Linked DNA regions of Mus musculus: all the other regions are linked to region 1. The links are chromatin contacts, called in public HiChIP or PLAC-seq maps. All regions are on one chromosome and are shown on one strand. Each heading gives the region's core, a stretch centred on a gene start, on an enhancer-like site or on the middle of the called end of the contact. The rest is flanking DNA. Distances are from core to core; before and after follow the strand shown.

What was found. HiChIP or PLAC-seq counts read pairs in DNA pulled down with a chosen protein or histone mark.
Region 2: a CTCF HiChIP or PLAC-seq map of pro-B cells shows a contact between it and region 1, with 11 times the contacts expected there. The contact joins two enhancer-like sites. A contact is called at or near these places in 1 of 39 promoter capture datasets (the C10 cell line), 2 of 15 datasets of contacts at CTCF or cohesin (large pre-B cells and pro-B cells) and 1 of 115 datasets of contacts at active chromatin or transcription factors (large pre-B cells).
Region 3: a RAD21 HiChIP or PLAC-seq map of pro-B cells shows a contact between it and region 1, with 5 times the contacts expected there. The contact joins two enhancer-like sites. A contact is called at or near these places in 2 of 15 datasets of contacts at CTCF or cohesin (large pre-B cells and pro-B cells) and 1 of 115 datasets of contacts at active chromatin or transcription factors (large pre-B cells).
Region 4: a RAD21 HiChIP or PLAC-seq map of pro-B cells shows a contact between it and region 1, with 2.8 times the contacts expected there. The contact joins two enhancer-like sites. A contact is called at or near these places in 2 of 15 datasets of contacts at CTCF or cohesin (large pre-B cells and pro-B cells).

The regions. Positions count from the first base shown.
Region 1 is chr6:68,371,793-68,375,333 of GRCm38.p6, forward strand. It overlaps Igk. Among named protein-coding and RNA genes, the nearest start is that of Gm25833, 160 kb to the right of the region's middle. Within about 2 kb of position 1,834, at least 1 of the 459 cell types and tissues checked has an H3K27ac peak or open chromatin away from gene starts, as enhancers often do. A contact at or near this core is called in pro-B cells, where this site is marked.
Region 2 is chr6:68,882,463-68,886,003 of GRCm38.p6, forward strand. It overlaps Igk. Among named protein-coding and RNA genes, the nearest start is that of Gm25833, 350 kb to the left of the region's middle. Within about 2 kb of position 1,884, at least 14 of the 459 cell types and tissues checked have an H3K27ac peak or open chromatin away from gene starts, as enhancers often do. A contact at or near this core is called in pro-B cells, where this site is marked.
Region 3 is chr6:68,748,687-68,752,227 of GRCm38.p6, forward strand. It overlaps Igk. Among named protein-coding and RNA genes, the nearest start is that of Gm25833, 220 kb to the left of the region's middle. Within about 2 kb of position 2,030, at least 11 of the 459 cell types and tissues checked have an H3K27ac peak or open chromatin away from gene starts, as enhancers often do. A contact at or near this core is called in pro-B cells, where this site is marked.
Region 4 is chr6:68,667,021-68,670,561 of GRCm38.p6, forward strand. It overlaps Igk. Among named protein-coding and RNA genes, the nearest start is that of Gm25833, 140 kb to the left of the region's middle. Within about 2 kb of position 1,666, at least 3 of the 459 cell types and tissues checked have an H3K27ac peak or open chromatin away from gene starts, as enhancers often do. A contact at or near this core is called in pro-B cells, where this site is marked.

The DNA.
Region 1 (3,541 bases), core at 584-3,083:
ATTAATATGAAGCATGATTATTTGTTTCAAGATTTCAAGAAAATCTGTGGGATCCATCCTATAATCAGCCACCAAACGCAGACACTATAGCACAATGCCAGAAAGATTTTGCTTAAGGGACCCTGTTATAGCTATCTCATATGAGGCTATGCCAGTACCTGACAAATACAGAAGTGGATGCTCACAGTCAACTATTGGATGGAACACAGGGCCCCCAATGAGGAGCTAGAGAAAGCACACAGGGAGCTGAAGGGGTCTGCAACCCTTTAGGTGGAACAACAATATGAACTAACCACTACTCCCAGAGATTGTATCTCTAGCTGCATATGTAGCAGCAGATGACCTATTCGGCCATCACTGGGAAGAGAGGCCACTTGGTGTTGCAAACTTTACATGCCCCAATACAGGGGAAGGCCAGGGCCAAGAAGCGAGAGTGAGTGGGTAGGGGAGTAGGGCAGAGGGAATGTATAAGGAACCACAACAACAGCAAAACAAACAAACAAACAAAATCAAAAGAAGAAGAAGAAGAAGAAGAAGAAGAAGAAGAAGAAGAAGAAGAAGAAGAAGAAGAAGAAGAAGAAGAAGAAGAAGAAGAAGGAGAAGAAGAAGAAGAAGAAGAAGAGAAGAAGAGGGAGAAGAGGAAGAAGAAAGAAGAAGAGAAAACAAGCTGTGTATTCATCAAAGACACTATGAAGACTGCTGACTCTAGCATTTCACTAATGCTTGACTACTATGTTTAGATTAGTGTTTCCAGTAATATATGAAACTCAAACATGATTGTACTGGGGCAGGAAGATCAGTACATTTTGATTGTAATTGTCATGTTCAGAACATGTTTCAGGTGCAAGCATACAGGCTCCCTCACCTCACTCAGCTGGAATAATTCAGAAACAGTTTTAACTGCAATTCTAGTTTGGAAACATACAGACTAAAAGGATATGAAATCCATTTTTTATTCCACCTTACATTGTCCCTAATCTCATAGGATATTTACACATTTTATGCTATTTTCAAAACAAGCTTTATATTTGGATGACTCAAAGTAATACAGCAGACAAAGTCTTATACTTCAATGGTATGTTTAGTATGACATAATCTGACATATTAACAATATAAATAATTATAGTCATTTTATGTTATGCCAATTGACTTAAATCTTAAATTTTTATTTGAATGATATATTTTCCCAGTGTTCATTGATTTTTGCCTTTTAATGAAGTTTGCCAAGAAACCAAAACCTGACATTTCCAATAAACATAGAAATTGCAAGGATTTATAGAGATTTTTCTAAGCGCTACACATTTACTCATATCTAGTCCTATTTCTCATAGTATGAAATAGGAAAATATTTTAACCTTTCAGATTTAGTGTTTTGTGGACACACAATTATTTGTAAACATTTATACTCAGTTGTCAATTCCCTATGATTTGATTTTAATTGGTTCAACTGAATTTTTCTTTATTATTTTCTGAAAGTTGGTATGGTCAATAGAAATCTTGTTTATAATTGTATATGCATACTTGCTACTGAGCAGTGGCAACAATCTACACCTCAAAGCAACAGTAAATTTTAATATAGCATACATAACGAAGTTCAAGAGATGTTCAACAGTATTTTATTAAATACCTTTATATTAGATGATCCTCTCCGACTTTATATGAATGTAATTTTCTGAGACCATTTCAGCTTAGGTCGTTTGATATAATATATTTGTCCAATGATGTTTGGCTCATAATAATGCTGAACTAATTTATTTTACTTGATGTATCCCCATTACAATATAGTATCTGTGAAATATTACCCATCTCTCCAGCAGGGGGTATTACAATCACACATTTATCTAGTCAAGGTAACAAGGAGACTAATAGAAAGAGGCAACCAGCCTCTTGATCTACCAAGCCTCCACAAATGTTTTCAAGCATTTGCCCACTTCTATGAGACTGCCCTGAGCACAATTCATTGACACAGACTTTGAGAGCTGACGACCCAGAAAATTCACTATCTTCAGAGAGAGCAGACCAGCTTCTCACAGATACTCCCATTTATAACAGAAAACTTTGGCTCAGGAGGATCAGAAGTCCAAGGCCCTCCTAAATATCAGCATGAGGCACAATGATAGATTTGTGATTGATACTACAAAATTTATATTTATCTTTCTTTCTGCTTTAGAAAGGGGGGTTTCTGCATGTGACATCTGTGGTAATATTCCTGAAAATAATTGAATTCCAGTTCCATGTCACACACTGACATTCGTTTTTTGAGATCTTTTTGGGCTCAGAATCACTTAATTAGACCCACATGGATTAGTTAACCCTTAGCTGAGCAGCTATCAGGACAGTGGTATGGCAAATCTGGGGCCTCAGGTTTTCCTATGTATATTCCAGTAATCTTCAGCTGAGCTTTATGGTGGGAATAAAAATCCCATTTACTGTAGTACTTGTCGTCCATGTAGATCAATTACACCTATGAAAAAACACGTGGGAAATACCCTGTACCAGAAAAGAACATGTGGGACCTCTTACTCTTTCATGAAGAGCAGCAAAGAGAATACCACTTACACTTACTTCTGTCAAAAGGACAGTATCCCGTTCACAACATTCTACAAACCAGAACAGAAACATTTTGTTTTCTCAGGAACAGGCTACCTCCCTCTCAGAAGATGAAATATGATCAAGAGTTTTACTAACTTGTGATAGAATCTCCCAACATGTCTTCAACAGAACCAAGTCTGAACTTTTCTCAAGGACATTAATCAGCCCCTTCCTGAAAAAAAAATTATGTAAGGAAATAACGGGATAAGATAACCAAAGGCTGCATCTTTGTGTTATTCTGTAAAGAGGAATGTTAGACAGTTATGAATTTGATTTCCCAACCCAGGCACTGACCATAGGGACGATGTCATTGGGCTTTTGAGAATATATATGGGGCATTAGGATTCATATTTTTAAAAAAGTTCCAGTTTACAGAGGAGTGGAAGTTCTGCCCCTCATTAGTCTTTCATCAAAGACTGTCTGTATATACAGGGTAAAAATAGAGACAATGAAAGCCACATACTCTATCACTTTTTATTGGCATGGGGAACGTAATAGTGTATACATAATAATAGTATCTTGCTACATTTTAATAGAATTTTCACTTCTGAAAGAATGGATTGGCCTAACAATCACCAATATAAAAAGTTGTAAAACTACCAAGTCGTGACACAATAAATTTTCTTCATTATATTACTGAAATCGTAGATTTATAATATTATATAATTAGGTCTTTAAATTTTAGAGTATGGAGGTACACACATATATACATACTCTTATGGTCAGTGATTCCCAATTAGTTTCCTACATACAGTGATTCAATTGAATAATTTGAAAGTGTTTATTTTAATACATTACTTGTTCAGCACCATCCTTGTATAATTTGAACCTTTTGCTACACTGTGGTTTGTGGTTCTAGTGTTTATACTTGACCCTGTGATGCAGTAACAAGCAGCAGAAGCAATACAAGACAGCTCCAGAACCACCACAAAACACTAATATACCACTA
Region 2 (3,541 bases), core at 634-3,133, 510 kb after region 1:
GAGGCCATCCTCTGCTACATATGCAGCTAGAGCCACGAGTCCACCATGTGTTTTCTTTGATTGGTGGTTTAGTCCCAGGGATCTCTGGTGGTACTGGTAAGTTCATATTGTTGTTCCTCCTATGGGGATGCAAACACATTCAGCTCCTTGGGTACTTTCTCTAACTCCTTCATTGGGGAACCCATTGTATTTCTGTGTCTATTATGTACATTTTTACCATGTGAGGATGCTCTCATTCTGCTAATTGCTGCATTCGCAGGCCTTACTAAAGTGGCTCTTTAAAAATAGTGACCACGCAATAAATATATTTTTTCGTTATTAGTGAATAGTTTACCACCTAGATTCATTGAGTAACATGATACCCTTTGCCATGTTTTCATTTGAAATAGTAGTCTGAAATATTTAGGGACTAAAATCAATAGTAATAAAACAGAGGTTATTCACTCAAGTAAAAAGACAAATGCAATGATGCCTAAACTTCCATGCTCCATGCATTAGGATGTTATAGAAACTTTGTTGAATAATATGGTCCTGTTTTATCTATCATAGAAGAAGAAGAAGAAATAATTTCCATCCTGATCAATTTTCTAACAATTTGAATTAGAACTGCCATGGAATAGTTATTCCAACTGTGTTGGAAATTATTGAATGAACTACCTTCGTAGATCAATATAAACCTATATTCTAAATCGGGATGATACAAATAATCCAAGAACAAAACCAACAAGCTTACATTTTTAAGGTTGTCTTTGTATTTACTTATGTGTATGCCTGCATATTGAATTTGTATTAAATTAAGCTTAAAAGAAACAGGTGTGAGATGTCTCAGAACTGATGCTATTAGAGTTGGTTCTTAGCCACCAAATGTAAATACTGGGAACCAAATCTAGGTCCTCTGAATGGATATGTACTCTATTGATCATTGAATTATCTATCTTCTCAGTCCCAATAAATCTAAGTAGATGAGTAAATGTGTTTATTCTGGTTATTTACATAGTAGTTGAAATGCTACACTCCTGAAATTTACAAAAATGCCTCTCATTCTTCCTACCAAGGTTCTATTCTATATAATTGCTAGTCCACAGCAAAATCATGCAAACTTTGGCTTAGATTGCCATCTAGTAATGAAACAAGAGAAGTGCCAAAAGGCTCAGACAACCCAAGTCACAGACCACACCAGATCTATGGGAAGTTATATATTTGTGTTGACCCTATCTTTTCTCTTTTCCGGGATTTTTCGGTTTTGTAACATGCTACCACACTCTGTAAAATATAGCTTTGGTTTTCTGTACTCTGCCATGTACATTAGATTAATGGTGCCTTGCTATCTCTGACTAGGAATTGGAAGATAAGTTTCAATACCAGACAACTGAAACCAGTAGAGAAATATTCCAAACCAGAATTTAATAGCAATTTGTAGTACACGTCTTTAACAAGAATATGTGTAATCCAAATGAGATTAAATTTTAGATGGAAGCTTTTCAAAGCCCAGTATAAACAGCCAATTAATTGGATACTAGAATATAGTCTTATAAATTTTCACGTCTGTAACATCATAATTGTGCTATTTAACTAGGTATGATTATATATGAATGTATAATATTATATATGTGTATATGTAATACATGTGTGTGAAAACACAGTATTTATGTTTTCCTAGAATAAAAGTCTGTCTGCCCTTGGATAGTGGGATCACATTCTTTGGTATATTTAAAGGTATCCTCTGTGAGACGGATCCTCTAGAAGTCCTTTTTTCCTATTTTCCATATTCATGCTATATAAAGAGGAACAAAGAGCAGAGAGCTGAGATGAAGGAGTTCAGCTGCTCAGAAAATTTTACACCACACCAGGAAACCAGTCTACCCTCTAGGGAGCCAACAGTAGTAGCTAACATTAGTGTGGAATCCCCAGGGGACACTATGAAAAGCAGATTCAGTTAGAGATGAAAGTATAGTGGTTATTCAGAAGACACTTTCTGTTTTTAAATTCTTTTAAACAGTTTTATTGTTAGATGTGGTGAAATGCACTTTTTTCTAGAAAATATGGCAACAAGTTTATAACAGGCCATGAACTAAAACATGAAGTCTGATAAGAAGACTGAACACCAGCTGACTACAGCTACTGGGAATTGAGTGGGTTAATGAAAGCCTAGATTATCTTAGTGAAAAGACCTTAGAGTTATGAGAACAAAATAATAAGAAAAGTGTTTCAAAAGATCTGAGTAATAGAAGACACCAATAGAAATCCACTGACTTTATAGTTTTTTGAATAAATTAATCAGAAAACAAGGTGCGGTTTTTATTATCACAGTCTCATTGAACACAAATGCAGCCATTATTTGAGACCTTTGAATTGTATGATACAGGCATGAGAGAAGTCTTACATAATGAAAAGCTCAAATAGCTTCCTTCCTGTAGAACATGCTATTGTCCCAGTCAGAAGTTGCTTTACCTGTCTTAATTTTTTTCTTTTATTAATATTAATCATTCCACTTGTTTATATCTCAAGTGATATCTCTCTTCCCGGTTACCTCCTCCTTCAACCCCACCCCCTCCCACCCCATGATATCCTACTTACTGAATACCCCTCTGCCACCACCCCACCCCACATCTGAGCCCCCCTTCCATTTTGCCTGTATGGGAATGCTCCCCATACACCCATGCTCTTCCACCCAACCGCTCCAGTATCCCCTTACTCTGGGGTATCAAACCTCCCCAGGACCAAGGACCTCCCCTTCCATTGCTGTCTGGCAAGGCTATTCTCTGTGACATATGTATCTGGAGCCAAAGATCTCTTTAGGTACACTCCTTGGTTGGTGGTCTAGTTGTTGAGAGAACTGAGTGGTTAGGGCATCCTATGTTGTTTTTCCAATGGGGATGTAATGCCCCTCTGTTCCACCAGTCCTTCTGTCAGGTCCCCAACCAGGTTCTCTGAGTTCAGCCCTATGGTTGGCTGCAAGCATTCACCTCTGCATTAGTCAGCTGCTGGCTGAACCTCCCCAGTCTGCCATACTTGGTTCCTCTTGACCCCAGCATGAGTGTTGGATTTGGTATCTGCAGACATGATATATCCACCAGGTGGATCCATTCCTCAGTTGGCCCTTCCTTCAGTCTCTGTTCTATTTTTGTTGCTATTCTTCCTTTGGAGAGGAACATTTCTGGGGTGGGGTGGGGACAAAACAACAACAACCTTTTATTTATGTATCTACACTCCTGATTTTATTCTCCCCACCCACCCCAGTCCACCCTCCAACTGTTCCACCTCCCATACCTACTCCCCAAACCCTGTCTCCACTAGGATGTCCTCATCTTCCACCCCGCACCTCACCTGACCTCTAAACTCCCTGGTGCCTCCAGTCTCTTGAGGGTTATTAGGTGCATCTTCTCTGATTGAACACAGACCCCTCAGTCCTCTGTTGTATGTGTGTTGGGAGCCTCATATCAGCTGGTGTATGCTGCCTGTTTGATGGTCCAGTGTTTAAGAAACCTCTGGGGTCCAGATTAATTGGGACTGCTGGTCCTTCTATAGAGTTTCCCTCCTC
Region 3 (3,541 bases), core at 780-3,279, 380 kb after region 1:
GTGGATTCCCACAGTCATCCATTGGACAAAGAACAAGGTACCCAATTAAGGAGTTTGAGAAAATACCCAGGGAGCTGAAGCATTCTGAAGCCTCACAGGAGGAACATCAATTTGAACTAACCTGTACCCCAGAACTCCTTGGAACTATACCACCAATCAAAGAAAACTCATGGTTGAAATTGTGGCTCTAGCCATATATGTAACAGTGGATGTCCTATTCGGTCATCAATAGGAGGAGAGGCCCTTGGTCCTGTGAAGGCTCTATGCCCCAGTATAGGGGAATGCCTGGACTAGAAATAGGAGTGGGTGTGTTGGGGAGTAGGGGGAGCGGGGAGGGGATAGTAGATTTTTGGAGGGGAAACCAGGAAAGGAAATAACATTTCCAATGTAAATAAAGAAAATATCTAATAAAAATTAATTAATTAAAAAATAGTAACCATGCAATAAATATATTTTTTCATTATTAGTGAATAGTTTAACAGCTAGATTTATTGAGTAACTTGATATACTTTGCCATGTTTCCTAGTCTGACATCTTTAAAGACTAAAATCAATATTAGTAAAACAGAGGTTGTCTCCTCATTTAAAAAGACAAATGTAGTCCTTTTGAGATGTTGCAGTGATGTCCATACATCCATGCTCCATGCATTAGAGAGTTATAGAAGCAGTTTTTAGTAATATAATCCTGTGTTACCTATCATACAAGGAGGCAAAATAATTTCCATTCTGATCAATTTTCCAATAATTTGGATTAGAACTGCTATGGCATAGTTATTCCAACTGTGTTAGAAATTATTGAATGACTTACGTTGGTAGATCAGTATAAACATATATTTTTTTTTCCAAATTGGGATGAGACAAATAATCTAGGCATAAAATCAACAAATGTGTGTTTTGAATATGTATTAAATTGAGCTTAAAAGAAACAGATGTGAGATGTGTTGGAACTGATGTTATTACTTTTGGTTCTTAGCCACCAAATAAAAATTCTGGAAACCAAACAGGTCCTCTGAATAGATAGGTACTCCATTCAGAGTCATCTATCTGTTGAGTCCCAATAAATCCATTTGATGAGTAAATGTGTTTATTCTGGTTAGTTACATAGTAGTTGAAATGTTACACCCCTGAAATTTGCAGAAATTCCTCTCATTCTTCCTACCAAGGTTCTATTCTATATAATTGCCAGTCCACAGCAGAGTCATGCAAACTTTGTCTTAGATTGCCATCTAGTAATGAAACAAGAGAAGTGGCAAAAGGCTCAGACAACCCAGACCACACCAGATCGATGGGAAGTTATATATTTGTGTTGACCCAATCTTTTCTCTTTTCAGGGATTTCCGGTTTTGTAACATGCTACCACACTGTGTGAAAGATAGCTTCGGTTTTCTGTACTCTCCCATGTACATGAGATAAATGGTGCCTTGCTATCTCTGACTAGAAATCAGAAGATAAATTTCAATACAAGACAACTGAAACCAGTAGAGAGATCTTCCAAATCAGAATTTAATAGCCAGTCATAGGACATGTCTTTTAACAAGAATATGTGGAATCTATGGGATTAAATTTTAGATGGGAGTTTTTCAGTGCCCAGTATAGACAGCAAAGTAACTGGAAACTAGATTATAGTCTTATAAATTTTCACATTTGCAATATCATAATTGTGTTATTTAACATATATGATTATATCATACTATAAATGTGTACATGTAATATGTGTGTGTGCAAAAACACATGTATGTATGTTTTCTCAGAATAAAAGAGTTGTCAGCACTTGGATAGTAGGATCTCATTCTTTGGTATATTTAGAGATATCCTCTGTGAGTGGTAACATCTAGAAGTTCTTTTTTTTTATGTTCCATATTCATGCAAGATGAAGAGGAACAAAGACCACAGAGCTGAGATGAAGAAGTTCAGCTGCTCAGAAAATTATGCGTAACATCAGGAAATCTGTCTGCCCTCTAGAGAGCAAACAGTAGTAGCTATCATTAGTGTGGAATCCCTAGAGGACACTATGAAAAGCAGATTCAGTTAGAGGTGAAAGTATAGTGGTTACTCAGAAGACACTTTCTGTCTCACCCCAGCCTTTTTAAAACACTTACATTGTTAGATGTGGTGAAATGCACTCTTTATAGAAAATATGGCAACCATATTCAGAATGGGCCAGAAACTAAACCAGAAAGGCTGGTAAGAAGACTGAACAATAGCCCAAGCCCACTATAGCTAATGAGAATTGACTGGATTAATGAAAGCCTAGATCATCTTAGTGAAAATATCTTAAAGTCATGAGAACAAAATAATAAAAAAAACATGTTTCAGAAGGGCTGAATAATATAAGACATCCACAGAAATCCACGGACTTCATCCTGCTTTTGAAGAAATTAATCAGAAAACAAAGTGTGATTTTTATTATCACAGTCTCATTCGAACACAAAAGCAGCCACTATTTGAGAGCTTTGATTTACATGATACAAGCATGAGAGAAGTCTTACATAATGTAAAGCTCAGATAGCTTCCTGTAGAACATGTTGTTGTCCAAGTCAGAAGCTGCTTTTCCTGTATTATTTTTTCTTTTATTAATATTAATCATTTCATTTGTTTACATCTCAAATGATATCCCCCTTCCCAGTTACCTCCTCCAACAACACTGACTCCAATATCCCACTTCCCAGTTATCCCTCCGCCATGTCCCCCATCACAAATCTTCCCTCCTCACTTTCTTTTGTCTGTATGAGAGTGCTCCCACACACACCCACACTCTCCTGCCCCACTGCTCCAGTATTCCCCTACTCTGAGGCACAAAACTTCCCCAGGACAAAAGGCCTCCCCCTCCTGTTGCTGTCTGGCAAGGCCATCCTCTGCTACATATGGATCTGGAGCTGAAGATTCCTTTAGGTACACTCCTTGGTTGGTGGTATAGTCTTTGGGAGAACTGGGTGGTAAGGCCAGCCTATGTTGTTCTTCCAATGGGGTTTCAATCCCCCTCCATTCCTCCAGTCCTTCTGCCAGCTCCTCAACCAGGTTCCCTGAGTCATCCTGACAGATGACTCCAAGCACCTGCCTGTACATTGGTCAGCTGATGGCTGTACCTCCCAGGAACTTCCACACTTTGCTCCTCTCACAGGTGCCTCTTGACTCAAGCAATAGTGTTGGGTTTCGTGCCTGCAGACTTAATGTATTCCCCAGGTGGGTCCGTTCCCCAATTGGACCTTCCTTCAGTCTCCATTGGTTCCATTTTTTTATCCCTGTTCTTCCTTTGGAAAGGAACATTTCTGGGTTATAAAAAAACAAAAACAAACTTCGATTTATTTACATTCCAGATTTCATTCTCTCCCCACCCTTGTCCACACTCCAACTGTCCTCCTCTTTACTCCCTGTCTCCATGAGGATGTCCTCATCCCCCACCATCCACCACCCACCCTGCCTGACCTCTAAACTACCTAGGGCCTCCAGTCTTTTGAGGGTTAGGTGCACCTTCTCTGTCTGACCCGGTAGTCCTCTGCTATATACGTGTTGGGAGCCTCATATCAGCTGGTGCATGCTGC
Region 4 (3,541 bases), core at 416-2,915, 300 kb after region 1:
ATGATCTTCCTGAGATTGTTCTACCATGGATTGTAAAGTTATTGATGTATTTGCTCCTCTCAGCAAGGCTGATGATATCACATTTTAGGAAAAATTCCTGATATTATTAGTAATATATATATATATGGATAGTGATGAATCAGAGGGAAAACTCAGAGGAGAAATCTGACTCAGAAAAGAAAGTAAAAAAATATCATAAACTTAACTAGCCTACCATGCCTCATTTAAATATAATTCATTCCACAATACCCTGCCACTAGGCTTCAGGTTTTAATTGCCTATGCCAGTAGATTTTAACCCTCAAAATGAGCAAGAAAGTTTTTAGGACTTTTTAAAAGTTATCAAAAAGCATTTAATGTTGTTAGAGAGCTACAATATCTGGCATTTAAAAACCATAAGTTTTTGAAGTTACACCTATGTCTTTCCATGTGTCTGGTTCAACCCATTCCAGGCTGGGAGGCCCCCACAGTAATCTATATTCTTTCAGAATCTTGTTATTCAGCTTTCTTTCTTTGAAAAGACACAGTTAATTCATTTTAAAGACAAGTATATTTACCTGCATGGATATGTAATAACGTGTATAAGTGGTATCCAAAGAGGTCTGAATAATACACAGATGCCCTAGAAGTAGAATTATAGATGGTTATAATCTACTCAGGTGAGTTCTGGGAATTAAACATAAGTTCTCAGCATGAGTAGATAAAGGTCTTAACAGCACAGTCATCTTTCTAGCTATTTCTAAATCTTTTCTACAATTTCCAGTGCTTTCTCCTTTTTCCTTCTAGGGTTAATTACTCCTGGTCATTAATAATGTCACACTTCAGAAACTCTCTCTCTCTCTCTCTCTCTCTCTCTCTCTCTCTCTCTCTCTCTCTCTGGTTCGTTTTTATGTTATTTTATTAGATATATTATTTATTTATATTTCAAATGTTATCCTGAAAGGTCCCTATATCGCCCCCCAGCCCTGTTCCCCTACCCACCCACTCCCACTTCTTGACCCTTGTGTTCCCCTGTACTGGGGCATATAAAGTTTGCAAGACCTAGGGGCCTCTCTTCCCAATGATGGCTGAGTAGGCCATCTTCTGCTACATATGCAGCTAGAGACACGAGCTCTGGGGGGTACTGGTTAGTTCACATTGTTGTTCCACCTATAGGGTTGCATACCCCTTTAGCTCCTTGGGTATTTTCTCTAGCTCCTCCATTGGGGGCCCTGTGTTCCATCCAATAGCTGACTGTGAGCATCCACTTCTGTATTTGCCAGGCTCTGGCATAGCCTCATAGGAGATAGCTATATCTGCCCCTGAAAATCCTCTTAACATATTTTGGCCCACTAACAATGTATATAAAATTGAAAATAATAGCACGTCTTTTGGTGCATACTTCTTTAGTTTTCAAGGGATCCTTGATCCCTTGCTATGGTGTTCTCATCGTTATATTAATTTTATTTTAATTAGCAAATCCTCTAGGCTATCAATCTTGGAATTTGTCAAGTAATTTTTCTTCATGTACTGCCAAACTTTCCTTCAGAAAGGGAAAGGGGACAGTTTCTGTGGAGAGCCGCAATAACATTTGCCGTCACAAGATGGCGCCAGATTCCGCTGTGCCAGCTCGGCCTTTGGAGACAAACTGTGCACATGTGCAGGAGTAATGCGGGCCAAAGTCACAAGCCCACCCCCAGGGCCTATGAGATCGTGGGTAAGCAACCAGTCAGGCATGGACACGCCACACCAGGGGGTATTTAAGCAGCGCCTTTCTGAGGCTTCTTTGTCTTCCTCATCAATATGCAATAAAGTTTGGCTGCAGAAGGATCCTTGTGTCCCTTGTGCGTTCTTGCTAGCGAGAACAATAGCTCGGGACAAGTTTCTTCTGTCTTATATACTATCACTCAAGTTTTGTTTTTTAATTCTAACCATTTTGCCAATGTTTACACGATTTATGTAAATGAAAAGAGACTACTGTTACATTGGTGCATAAGAGAATGATTTCCTCAAACAATTCCCTGACAATTTTGTTTATATGATTGTTGAAGGCATTTCTATAACAGATTGCTTCATAACATGAGACTTTTTATAAATAATTATTATTTTGATGAATGTAAGGTAACATAATAGGGATGTTTTGGTATATATAATTTGATAAGTATAATTTACCATATTAAAAACTAAAAGAAAAAAAGCTTACATAAACATCTCAGTAAATGTACTAAGTAAGATCTTTCGCAAAATTCCAACAATCTTTCATGATACAAGTCCTAGTGATATTACGAACACAACGGACATATGTCAACCCAATAAAGATAGATTTCAACAAGCTTAGAGCCAACATCAGGAGAAACTCAAAGGAATTCAACTAAAATCAGGAACAGGACAAGATTGTATTCTATCTCCAAGTCTATTTAATACAGTACTTGAAATGTTTTAGAGAGCAATAAGAGAACTTAAGAAGAACAAATATACAAATTGGACAGAAGTCTAAGTATCTTTACTAAGTATATATATATATATATATATATATATATATATATATATATATATATATATCTCCACTGGAAAAGAGAGTAAATAAAAACTTTCAGCAAAGTATCTGGCTACAAAATTTTATTACAACAGTTTTACCCCTATACACAAATGACTGAGAAAGAAATAAAGGAAACAACAGTGTTTAGAATAGCCTCAAATAATATAAAATATCTTGGGGTAACTTTAACCAAGGAAGTAAAAGAAATATAATGTAAAATTAAAAATCTTTTATACTTTAAAGAAAGAAATTCTTAATGATTTCCAAAGATAGAATGATCCCCTATCCTCTTGGATCAGTAGGACTAATATATTTAAAATGGAGATCCTACTAATATCAATCTGTAGATTCCATGACTTCTTTATCAAATTTCAATACAACTCTTTACAAATCTTTAAAAAAAAACCCTATCTTTAACTTCGTATAGAAACACACACACACACACACACACACACACACACACACACACACACCCCAGGATGCCTAAAATGATCTCTGATTATAAACTTACTTCTGGAAATAACATTATCTTGTACCACAGAGCTATAGTAATAAAAAGTAAAATATTCATGCAAAAACAAAAGTATTGATTATCGAAATAAAATTGAAGAACTAGAAAAAATTTACAGCAAGCACTTCCCAGCATCCTCTGCCAGGGTCTGACAAATACAGAGGCAGATACTTGCAACCAACCATTGGACTGAGTGTGGGGTCCTAAGTGGATGAGTTGGAGAAGGGACAGAGTAGCTCAGGAGGATTGCAGTCCCATGGAGGGTAACAACAGTGTCAACCAACCAGACACCTGTAGTTCCCAGCGACTGGACCACGAACCAAAGAGTACACATGAAGGGATTCATGGCTCCTATTGTGTGGGTGGCAGTGGATGGCCTTGTTGTATATCAGTGGAAGGAGCAGCCCTTGGTCCTGTTGGGGTTCAAGGCCCTAATGTAGGAGAATGCCAGGGAAGGATTTCCACATACTATTATATTTTTATAATATATATATATATATATTATATATAATA